Linked DNA regions of Cricetulus griseus: region 2 is linked to region 1. A link is a contact called in public Hi-C data. All regions are on one chromosome and are shown on one strand. Each heading gives the region's core, a stretch centred on a gene start, on an enhancer-like site or on the middle of the called end of the contact. The rest is flanking DNA. Distances are from core to core; before and after follow the strand shown. Region 1 has its middle 83 kb from the start of Stxbp6. Region 2 has its middle 210 kb from the start of Nrcam.

Region 1 (4,717 bases), core at 1,767-4,266:
CTTTCCCTCATTCCCTCTCTCTTCCGAGAGGGAGAAAGAAATCTCATAGACGTTCTGAAAGATTAACACTTAAATGATGTTATACAAATTCAAACCACACAGAGAAGCATCTCACACTGCTACCTGGAAGTATCTGGGTCAAGAATGGGCAGTTAACATTGAATCACCTGAGTATCTTGTCTTCCATGCAGAATCCATTCAGCTACTATTGATAGTTTTTAAATACAAAGTGTACACCTCTGAGTAGATGAACCAGTAGCTTGTTCCAGAAACACAGATGAAGGTGTTTCCAAGTGACCGACAGCAGTTCTTGTCTTCTCCAAGACTGAACAAGGACATTTTGAAGTTTGAGGGAAGTGCACTACTTAGTCCTAAATCATCAGTCTTTTCCCCTGTAACAATAAGTAGCATCTTCTCCTCTCATAGCCTGGCTCTAATCCTAGCACGCTCAGCCTGACCAGGAGGGTCTCAAGTTTAGAACCAATTTGAGTCACATTTTAAGTGCAAGGTAAACCTGGACTACATATGTAGAGATACTGTCTCAATAAAAATTAAATGAAAAATTTTTAAAATTAAATAAAGTAGGTGAAATGACTCAGCAGGTAAAGATGCTTGCCACCAAATTCAACAACCTAAGTTCAATTCCCATGGTAGAAGGACTGAATTGACTCCTGGTTGTTCTTTGACCTCCACATGCTAGTTGGGATGGACACACACACACACACACACACACACACACACACACACACACACACACCAACACAAAAATGTAAAAAAGCTAATATATGGATTGCTCCATTGTTGACTGAGTGTGATTCCAGAAAAGGTAGAAATGACTAAGTTGGGGTATAGAGAAATGTCCCAGTGATTAAGATCACTAAATGCTCTTCCAGAGGACCTAGGTCCAATTTGTAGCACCAATATGGCTGTCTGTAACCCTGTGTAACTTCAATCTCAGAGGATCCAACCCCATTTTCTGGCCTCCATGGACATCAGGCATTCATGTGGTACACAGGCATGCATGCACAAACTAAAAATACATTTTAAGTTTTCCAATTTAGAAAAGAAATGACAGGTCAGGAATGATTGTGGACATCATTAATTCCAGTTCTCGGGAGGCAGAGGCAGGTGGATCCCCGAGTTCAAGACTAGTCTACAGAACAAATTCCAGGAGAACCAAGGCTATGCAGAGAAATCCTGTCTTGCAAAATAAAACCATTAATAATAATAATAATAATAATAATAATAATAATAATAATAATAGGAGAAGGGAAGAAGGAAGAAAGGAAGAGTTCAGAAGTTTCCCCACTTATATAATGTGTGTGCTAAATTAAAACTTGGCAGAATGGCATATACTAGGTTTTATAAAATGCACACTTAATGTACATCTAGATACAAAACGTCAGCAAGTGGTTGGACTGGTTAAAGGGAAGCTAAAGGAATGTCATGTCTGAAGGGCACATCACTATGACTGACTCCAGAGGGTCTTGTGGGTGGTGCAATGTCACACATACTTTAGTTATGACATGAGTGGAGCTTCTGAAAGAAGGAAGGAATGTGCTATGGACCATGAGAGCACATCCAACTCCAAACAGCAAATACCCACGTTCCACGGATGCCACATGGAACAGCTTGGCCTATGAACCATGATAGTAACTCAGAACAGCAAGGAATGTCAAACGTTGGACTGGATTACAGACTTGTATCAAGTGGTGGATTCAGCTGGAGATATGAAGACACAAACCAAGGACAGTGACTGCTTTATTTGAGGGATATTTCCTGGGTCCTAAGAATGCTCTTAACATACCCATTATTTCCTTCCTATGAAAAAAAGCTGAGGGTAGACACTAATGCATTAGTCCCATTTTCCATGAGGAATTGCTGGTCAATAAAGTCTAACGTGCCTCACTATGGAGTCAGTAAGCCAGAATTCTAACTCAAGTAACCTCATGCTAAAGCTTCCACCACACTGCTCTGCTATGTGCATAGACAGGGAAAACATCTGTATTCCAATAAGAAAAGGTACTAGAAGAAGAAACAATGACCATCAGGATCTGGTTGAGTGGAGCACCAGCCTGTCTCATCATTCAGATGTTCAGCAACACCTCATATTCCCAGACACATTACCATTCCTGGGATGCCTCACTGTGACTCAGAGATTTACCTCATTGTACATTTCTTTCTTGGGTTCTCATAGTCTGATCTCCTATTTCCACAACTATCCTGCCTATACACCCCATCTGTGGACCACTGTGGGATATTTCTCTCTTGCCTTCCAAAGTCTACCACTGAGTTAGACTCTGGAAGATCATACAGCAATAGTTCTGACTATGACACCTGTTGGAATCACCTTGAGATTCTGCTAAAGAGACCACTGGGCTCTGTACACAGGGCACAAGAATTTGCTTATGATGCTGATGCCACAGATCCGAGGATCAGAGCTTGAGAGTCTGGAGCCTCACCACTCCATCACACTGCAGCAGCAGTGAAGGCTATCACCACTACTGAGGCCTTCAATCACAATTGGCATTTTTAACAAGATCCCTGGGTACTGTTGCGACTTATTACAGTTATAGGTGTGCTGCTAAAGATCCTAGACTGCTTTTAAAAGCACTGACACTGACCTTGGTGCTTGCCCTCTCCCTCGAAGTTACTAATAAAGCAGTTTGCTTGTGTGACCCTGGCACGATTTTAGATTTTTTTCTAGGCAATTCTAATGTCCAGATAAGTCTGTGAGCCACTGACTTTTAGATGATCCATTGACATTCTCTTGCAACACACCAATCTATATATGTTCTCCCAGGAGGGGAAAATGGTCACAATATTTATTAAATTGACAAGGAGGAGAAAGAGTGGAAATAGCATGATGGGTGAGATGTCCACTTTGATCAAGAAATGCTGCCATAAAAGGATAAATAATAGAGGGAGATCAAGAAAAATCATTTTTAATCCCAGCAACATGACTTCAGTGCAGCTCTGCTGACCCAGCAGAGGAATCAGGCAGAAAACACTTCCAAATGATTGCTTGTTCTCAGTCTCAACTGCTGTACTTTGCCTCCTTTACCACTAGAGCACTTTGCCCCTTGCCTTGTTTTGAATTTTATTAGCTGTATTGCTTTAGACATTTAGTCCAATTCTCCACACTTCAAGTTTCTTAACTGAAAAATCATGAAAGACTCTCAAGTTTGCTGTATTTGAGGATTAGACTGGATCCCTCATCAAGTACCCAGTTCAAGCTAGACAATTTGTCTAGACAAGCTAGACAGCAGTCTATTAGAGAGAACTCCTCAGTTAGGCATCATGGTTAGGTAGCTAGCCATCTGTAATGCCCTTCTCCTTACCTGCTAATAGCAGTTTTGTGAGGAGAATGTGCTCAGCCTTCTACAGGAAGCCACAGATATTCTTCAGCCAGCAAGGTTGAATCAAGGCTGCATCCAGACCAAAGAGGCTGGAACTTGAAAGTTAAGCATGGAAGTTGTTGCTCAGAAAGGTTTCCTGCAGCTTTGGCAGACTGTAGAGTCACCAGCAGGCAGCCTTGTACATCTTACTGTGATCAGAACGCCCAGGCTGGGAACCCAGGCAGACAGGGTAAGAATTATTTGCTCACCGGGAGAGTGGGTGGGCTGGAAAGGCAAACAATTCCAAATCCCCCTGAGAGCTCACTGGACCTAGGTAAGAGAGAAAGAGAGAGAAAGGGATCAATATGCAAAGGGTCCTCCGTGTTTGAAAAGATATCTCTTCTAACAAAAGCTTTGTGATGTTTTGAAAATGCTCAGAGGTGTTTTACAACTGGAAGTTAATATCCTTTGTATACTGATGAGATACTTTGGGGAGGATAATTAGCTGTCTGCAACTAGTTAATTAAGAGACACTGTAATCCCTTGGCCTCAAGCATTAAGTAAGTCTAGCTGATAAGATGGAAATTGGCAAATAATAGGATATACAGGACACAAGGGGATGATGTGTCACTCACTTAGGAATTTGTTTTTCCAATGAGCAGATGAGCTTGGCAGAGAATATTATGGGTGGATCCTTCTTGTGGCTCAATTACAGTCAGGAAAATGGGATTTCAAACAGTTTGAAAACAGCAAATTCCATTCTGTTTTCTCTTTGTGTGTCATTTCAGAAATCAAGATACTCACTGATGTCAAGGAGCAGGTTAATGCTGACATATTACTTAGATGTGCCATCTGGCAGTCGTGTTGTAGATTTTTAAAAGATGTCATTTCCTTTGACCAAACATAGCCATTGCCCTTATGATAGCATGCACCCTATTTGAGGGAATCCTGGACTGGAATCTAGTTATATATTCCTTTTGGAAACAAGCAGTCAGCCTGCACAGCCTACATAGGAAACTCATCTTTCACTCATCCCCTTCCCCCCTCTCAGATCAAAGGGAGATTAGACTTCACAGAATCAGTCCTTTGCACTGTAGGTATGGCTCGGGGTAGAGAACTTGCCTGACATGGGTGAAGTGCTGTATTTAAACCTACTATTTCAGACAGAGGGACTGAGAGAGGGAGAGGGAAGTAGGCAGGGAGAGAGGGAAGGAGGGAGGGAGAGAGGGAGGGAGGGAGGGAGGGAGGGAGGGAGGGAGGGAGGGAGGGAGGAGGAGGAGGAGGGAGGGAGGCAGAGAAACAGACAGACAGACTCTGCCTGCCTTCACAGCAAAGGTACCAGAGTTATTTTCACCTTTTAAATGGAGGAACCTTGCCAA
Region 2 (4,980 bases), core at 1,657-4,156, 320 kb after region 1:
TTGTCCGTAAAGCACACCCAGAGCCGTAAAGCATAGCACTACCAGCTAACTTCTGATTGGTTCCTTGCCACAAGGCAGGCATCTGACCTCCTAGTGACCAAGGCAAGGTCAGGCATGTGTTAGACTGTTATGGCTGCTGAAATGGGGAGCTGGTCCCTTCAGTACAAAGGAAGGTTGTCCTTGGCTCTTGTTAGAAATTCAGAAAATGTTTCTGTGTTTATTTGACAAACAGCTAGTACAATCACTGTTTTCCTTGAGCTGATAATTCTAGAAAGTCCATTCTGTGATTGTACAGACACCTTCAGTTCTCAATTATGGAACAATAAACCATGGTGGTACAAAATGGATCACCTTGTGGCCAAAATAAGAAAAGCAGAGTGGACTTTCAGTAGCCTGGAGATCCCCTCACTAGGCCCACCTCCTAGTAGCACTGGAACGATGAACCAATGCTTCACCAGGGTGAGCTTTTGAGAACATATATCCAAAGCACAGGAGCATGTAATTACTTTATGTAGGCAAGCTTTCCTATGTGAAAGTTACCTTCAAACCTTCACCAAAGACTCCTCTGTCTGAAACCTCCTGGCTGGTCTCTCTTAGTCCCTTTCAGCTCAGCCTTTCTAAGGGTCACCTGCCAGCAAAGTGTGGACTCAAGGGTCACAGCCATTCCTTCACCCCCATTGCCTGTGACAGCTAGTTGCAGTGTTCTTAGATGGTTCACATTTACTTTTGTATTTTCTGTTTTGCTGGTTATCTGGTTATCTTTCCTTTTGCTGATAGATAGATAGATAGATAGATAGATAGATAGATAGATAGATAATTAGATAAGTAAAAAATAGATGAGTGGCTGAATAAATAAATAAACAAATGGTTCCAGCAAGACTCAGATGGTAGGGCACCTGGTTTTCCCAGATGCTTACTAGATTTAAACCAACAAATAAAAGCTGCCAAGAATATTTAGTATAATGTGTACTTACACTGTGTTACTGAAGGGTAGTCTTTTGCCTTGACTGTCATCATAGTTTCACATTTGAACCTCCTCTGGAACCTCTGGATTACCCAAATCCTGTTTTCACTCCTACTCCTTCCTCATATGGCATATTACTGGGGAGAAGTGAACACATGTCTGCTCAGCCCAGACAGAGTACTTAAGGCAGACCAAAGCAAGGCCACCATCAACTTGGTGAACCATGAGTTTTATTGGACTTATTTAATGAGGGATTACTCACAGGAACAGAGATGACTCCCAGACAGCCTTATCACCAAGGTCTGCTCCCGAACAGGTGTCAGTTCACAAAAGCTGGAGACCTGAAGCACACTACCCAACCTGTAGGCATCTAGTCAGATTGGAAACAGTCCTTTACAGGGGGCTCTATATGTCTGAGTTTCTTCCAGGAAGCTCAGCTGGCCTCTTCCTTTTCTAAGCAGGTCAACTTGTCTGAGAGTGTTTCTCATCTGTCCATACTGCTTATATACCTTTGGGAAAAGTGAGATCTAGTGTATTTGGTAAGTTTCTGGAACTTCATGAAACCGTTAAGTTGTTTCCTTCCCGTTAATCAGCTTTCTGGACAAGATAGAATTCTTCACATCCCTTCAGAATATCCTGTGCCTGCCCCCCTTCAAGATGGAAGTTTGCCTCAGAGGAAGTTGCTATGGAACATGCCTTCTCTTCAAGTTTTCTGCCACAGTTTCTTCTATTTTCTGAGTCATGACTAGGCTCCATAGGCATTCAGGGTGACTGCAACAAAGGCCTATCCCAGTCCATGGCCCATCCCATGGGTCCTATGGAATGTGGTATAGAAATAGAACCCATGGTCATGCCTACTGGATTATGATTTAGCTGGCCATATATGTCACAATTATTCTCATACTTCCTCCATTAGGCATTTTAAATGGTACCAGTGCTTGCAGGTAGAGGGAAGATTTATTCGACAACACACAATTTCCCTTTCAGTCTGCCTCAAATGGCAGGTTGAAATGTCACACATCTATACTTAGATGGATATGTGTGCAGAAGACGGGGCTCATAGTCCCTTGAATCCCAGGTATCAATTGCCAACATTAGATATGGATGGAGCCTTTGTCCTATGCCATGTGTCACTGTTACTCTACCAACTTGGTTATTTGTCAGGTGACACAGAGATAAGCAAATGGAGCCCATGAATGCTTTCCGTGAACACTGAGGCAGGAGATTACAAATTCAAAAGAACATTCCTGTGTAAGCACTGATCATGTGTACCAAATGATCTGTTTAATTAAAACTTCGTCCTTTATTGCTGAAGCCTACAGTTTTCCTTAAATATGATCTTGTCATCTTTCCCTGGTTTTTGGAGAACAAAGAATACACTTTTATTCCACAGCACAGAGGCTTCCCTTTGAGTGCTTTCTGTATTAGGCCTGTTGATAACACTCAATGTTTGTAGACATGTTTACATCAGTCTGGAACATTTCAGTAAAGGACCCTCGCAATTTAGACAGAAAGAAAATGCCTGGGCATATATCTGGGGAATGCAGCTCAGCAGTAGAATGCTTGTCTAGTGTGAGGCCCAGGTTCCATTCCCACTACTGTGAGAAGAGGACAGAAGGAAATATGGGAGGGAGTAGAATGTAGAAATTCAAACACACACACACACACACACACACACACACACACACACACACACACACACACACACACCTCCATAAGAATAAACTATTGCCTTTCAAGTGAGGTGAGTTGGGGCAGGGCACCCCCTTGTGGTTATTCACAGAAATAGGGGGTTTGGGGGATAGCAAAGGGATACCATTGTCCAACCAATCTGCCCATCGAAATCCAGCAGCAGCTTTGTCACACTTGTGGCTTTGAAGGTGACTACATTTGTAAGAGCTGGATGACATAATGAATATACAGCCCTGTGCCTGCCACCTCCATGCTTAGTGTATGTCAGCTCTGAGTCAGTCTTTCCCAAAGCAATGACTTTGCAGGACTTTTGAGGCTGCTAGAAGTGGTGCTGGCTGCTGGACAGCACAGTTTCCTTCAGGCCATGTTGGCCCAGGTCATATGGGGCAGATGTTACCCAAGTCTCCCTGGCCATTTTTATGATCCTTTTACATTTCATAGACAGAAGCTCTAGCAAATGAGAGATAGCTGACCTAAGTGCTCAGTGGGGGCCACTTGCTCAAAGAAGCATCCAAAAAGGCTAAATGAATGAGAGAGAAATTCAACACTACACCTAGGGCACCAACCATGGGAATGGAAGTGAGCAGTTCGTGGTCTGGGAGATATTTTGACACATGCTTTGAGCAGGAATTCATGCCACTCTTTAAAGAATGTGTTCAAAAGCACTCTGCAGATGCATCTCCATGACTCCAAGGATGAAGAGAAGAACCTTCTCAGGCTACTTTCCCAAAGCCTATTGCTAGAACCATGGGCTCTACAAATTGAACTTAGTCTAAAGTGAAAATAGCCCTTAGAGGAAACAAAGGAAGCAACTAGATCTCACTAACATATATATTGGTGGTGACATCTCATTATGGAAGCATCTGGTGTATTCAACTAAAAGATAGTCCCAGGAAAACTATGGCAATGGCATAGTATTTCCACACAATTATAATGCTTTATTTATAAAATGGAAGCCTAGCATTATTATTAAGCTATTTGTAAAGAAGAATCCAGGCAAGAGGGATCAGGGCAGTTAGAACAGTAGGCCTGCCCCAACCAAAATCCCAAACTCCATCCCTCTACAGAGTATATTGTGTTACATTTCTCCACACTACAAGCTACTCAGACTTTCTTCTTGACAAAATATGTTGGTTTGAATCCTTAGCAGAAAACCTCCTGACTTTGACATTAGTGCTGTATCTTTAGACAAAATACAATTTGTCTGTATCTGGTTCTGTATGTCCCAAAGGGCAGGAATCTACACTGTGTCCACTTCGTGGGGGAAGTGACATGTGGTAGAGCTGTTGGGAGTTCATGGTGCTATGGAGGTGTAGATTTTGCAAATCCTACTCTTCACTGTCCCCTCCCAAAGCTCAGGGGATCCTTCTATGTACTATCACCTCTCTTCCTGTGAACCCATCCTAGTAGCAATGGTATCTAAATTTTCTTCCTTCAATCATAAGGAAAATAAAGACCCCTCCCAAATAAAGACACTTGCCATTATGGAATGTGGAGAACAATAGGGCATAGTCACAAATTATTCATGGAAGGCGACCATGGGTTTACAGTTCATTCCTAGGGTCAGGGAGAGGTTCAGACGATCCAAGGTCAAGGTACTGCATTGTACAGGACACAATGGAAGCAGAGTACCCTGAGACTACTGGTAATGCTGAGAGCCCTGACAGCCTCTTAGAGAAGCTGATGTTTACCCACCATGAAAATGTAAAAAAAAAGCAAAGTTTCAAAAACCTTCAGGTAAGTCACACATTCATATTCAAGAGCTGAACTGAGTGAGACACCTTCACCCATGTCACTGGACTGGTTTGTTTGTCTAAACAAACATTAGCTAACATAGAGCAAAGCACAGCAAAGGGCCAAGTATTGGAATTCACTAAGTAGAAGGGAAAGAGATTGTGGTTAATAAATTAATAAGGATCCCCTGAGTCAGGTTCTGACAGAAGATAACTAAAGACATCCAACCAATGGAGGACTCAGCGCCCCTCATCTGAACCTGTGAGTGCAGCACCAGTATCCCCATGGAACGTGGAAAGGCTAAAACCAGCTGTGGTGGTTTGAATGTAATTGGCCCCCATAATCTCATAAAGACCAGCACTATTTGGAGGTGAGGCTTTGTTGGAGGAAGTGTATCAATGTGGGGGTGGGCTTTGAGGCTTTCTATGCTCAGGATACTGCCCAGTGTCTCAGACAAGTTCCTGTTGCCTACAAAATGTAGGACTCTCAGCTACTACTCTAGCACTGTCTGCCTGCATGCTGCCATGCTCCTCACTATGATGATAATGGACTGAATCTCTGAACTGTAAGCCACCCCTATTTAATGTTTT

Evidence for each region. A called contact is a pair of places that touch in the nucleus more often than the background predicts.
Region 2: a contact with region 1 is called in a Hi-C map of the CHO-K1 cell line, with 3 times the contacts expected there. The contact joins two enhancer-like sites. A contact is called at or near these places in 4 of 8 Hi-C or Micro-C datasets (the CHK-Q cell line, the CHO-K1 cell line, fibroblasts and 1 more).

What each region holds. Positions count from the first base shown.
Region 1 is chr5:156,737,570-156,742,286 of CriGri-PICRH-1.0, forward strand. No RefSeq gene overlaps it. Among named protein-coding and RNA genes, the nearest start is that of Stxbp6, 83 kb to the right of the region's middle. Within about 2 kb of position 3,017, at least 1 of the 6 cell types and tissues checked has open chromatin away from gene starts, as enhancers often do.
Region 2 is chr5:157,053,510-157,058,489 of CriGri-PICRH-1.0, forward strand. No RefSeq gene overlaps it. Among named protein-coding and RNA genes, the nearest start is that of Nrcam, 210 kb to the right of the region's middle. Within about 2 kb of position 2,907, at least 1 of the 6 cell types and tissues checked has open chromatin away from gene starts, as enhancers often do.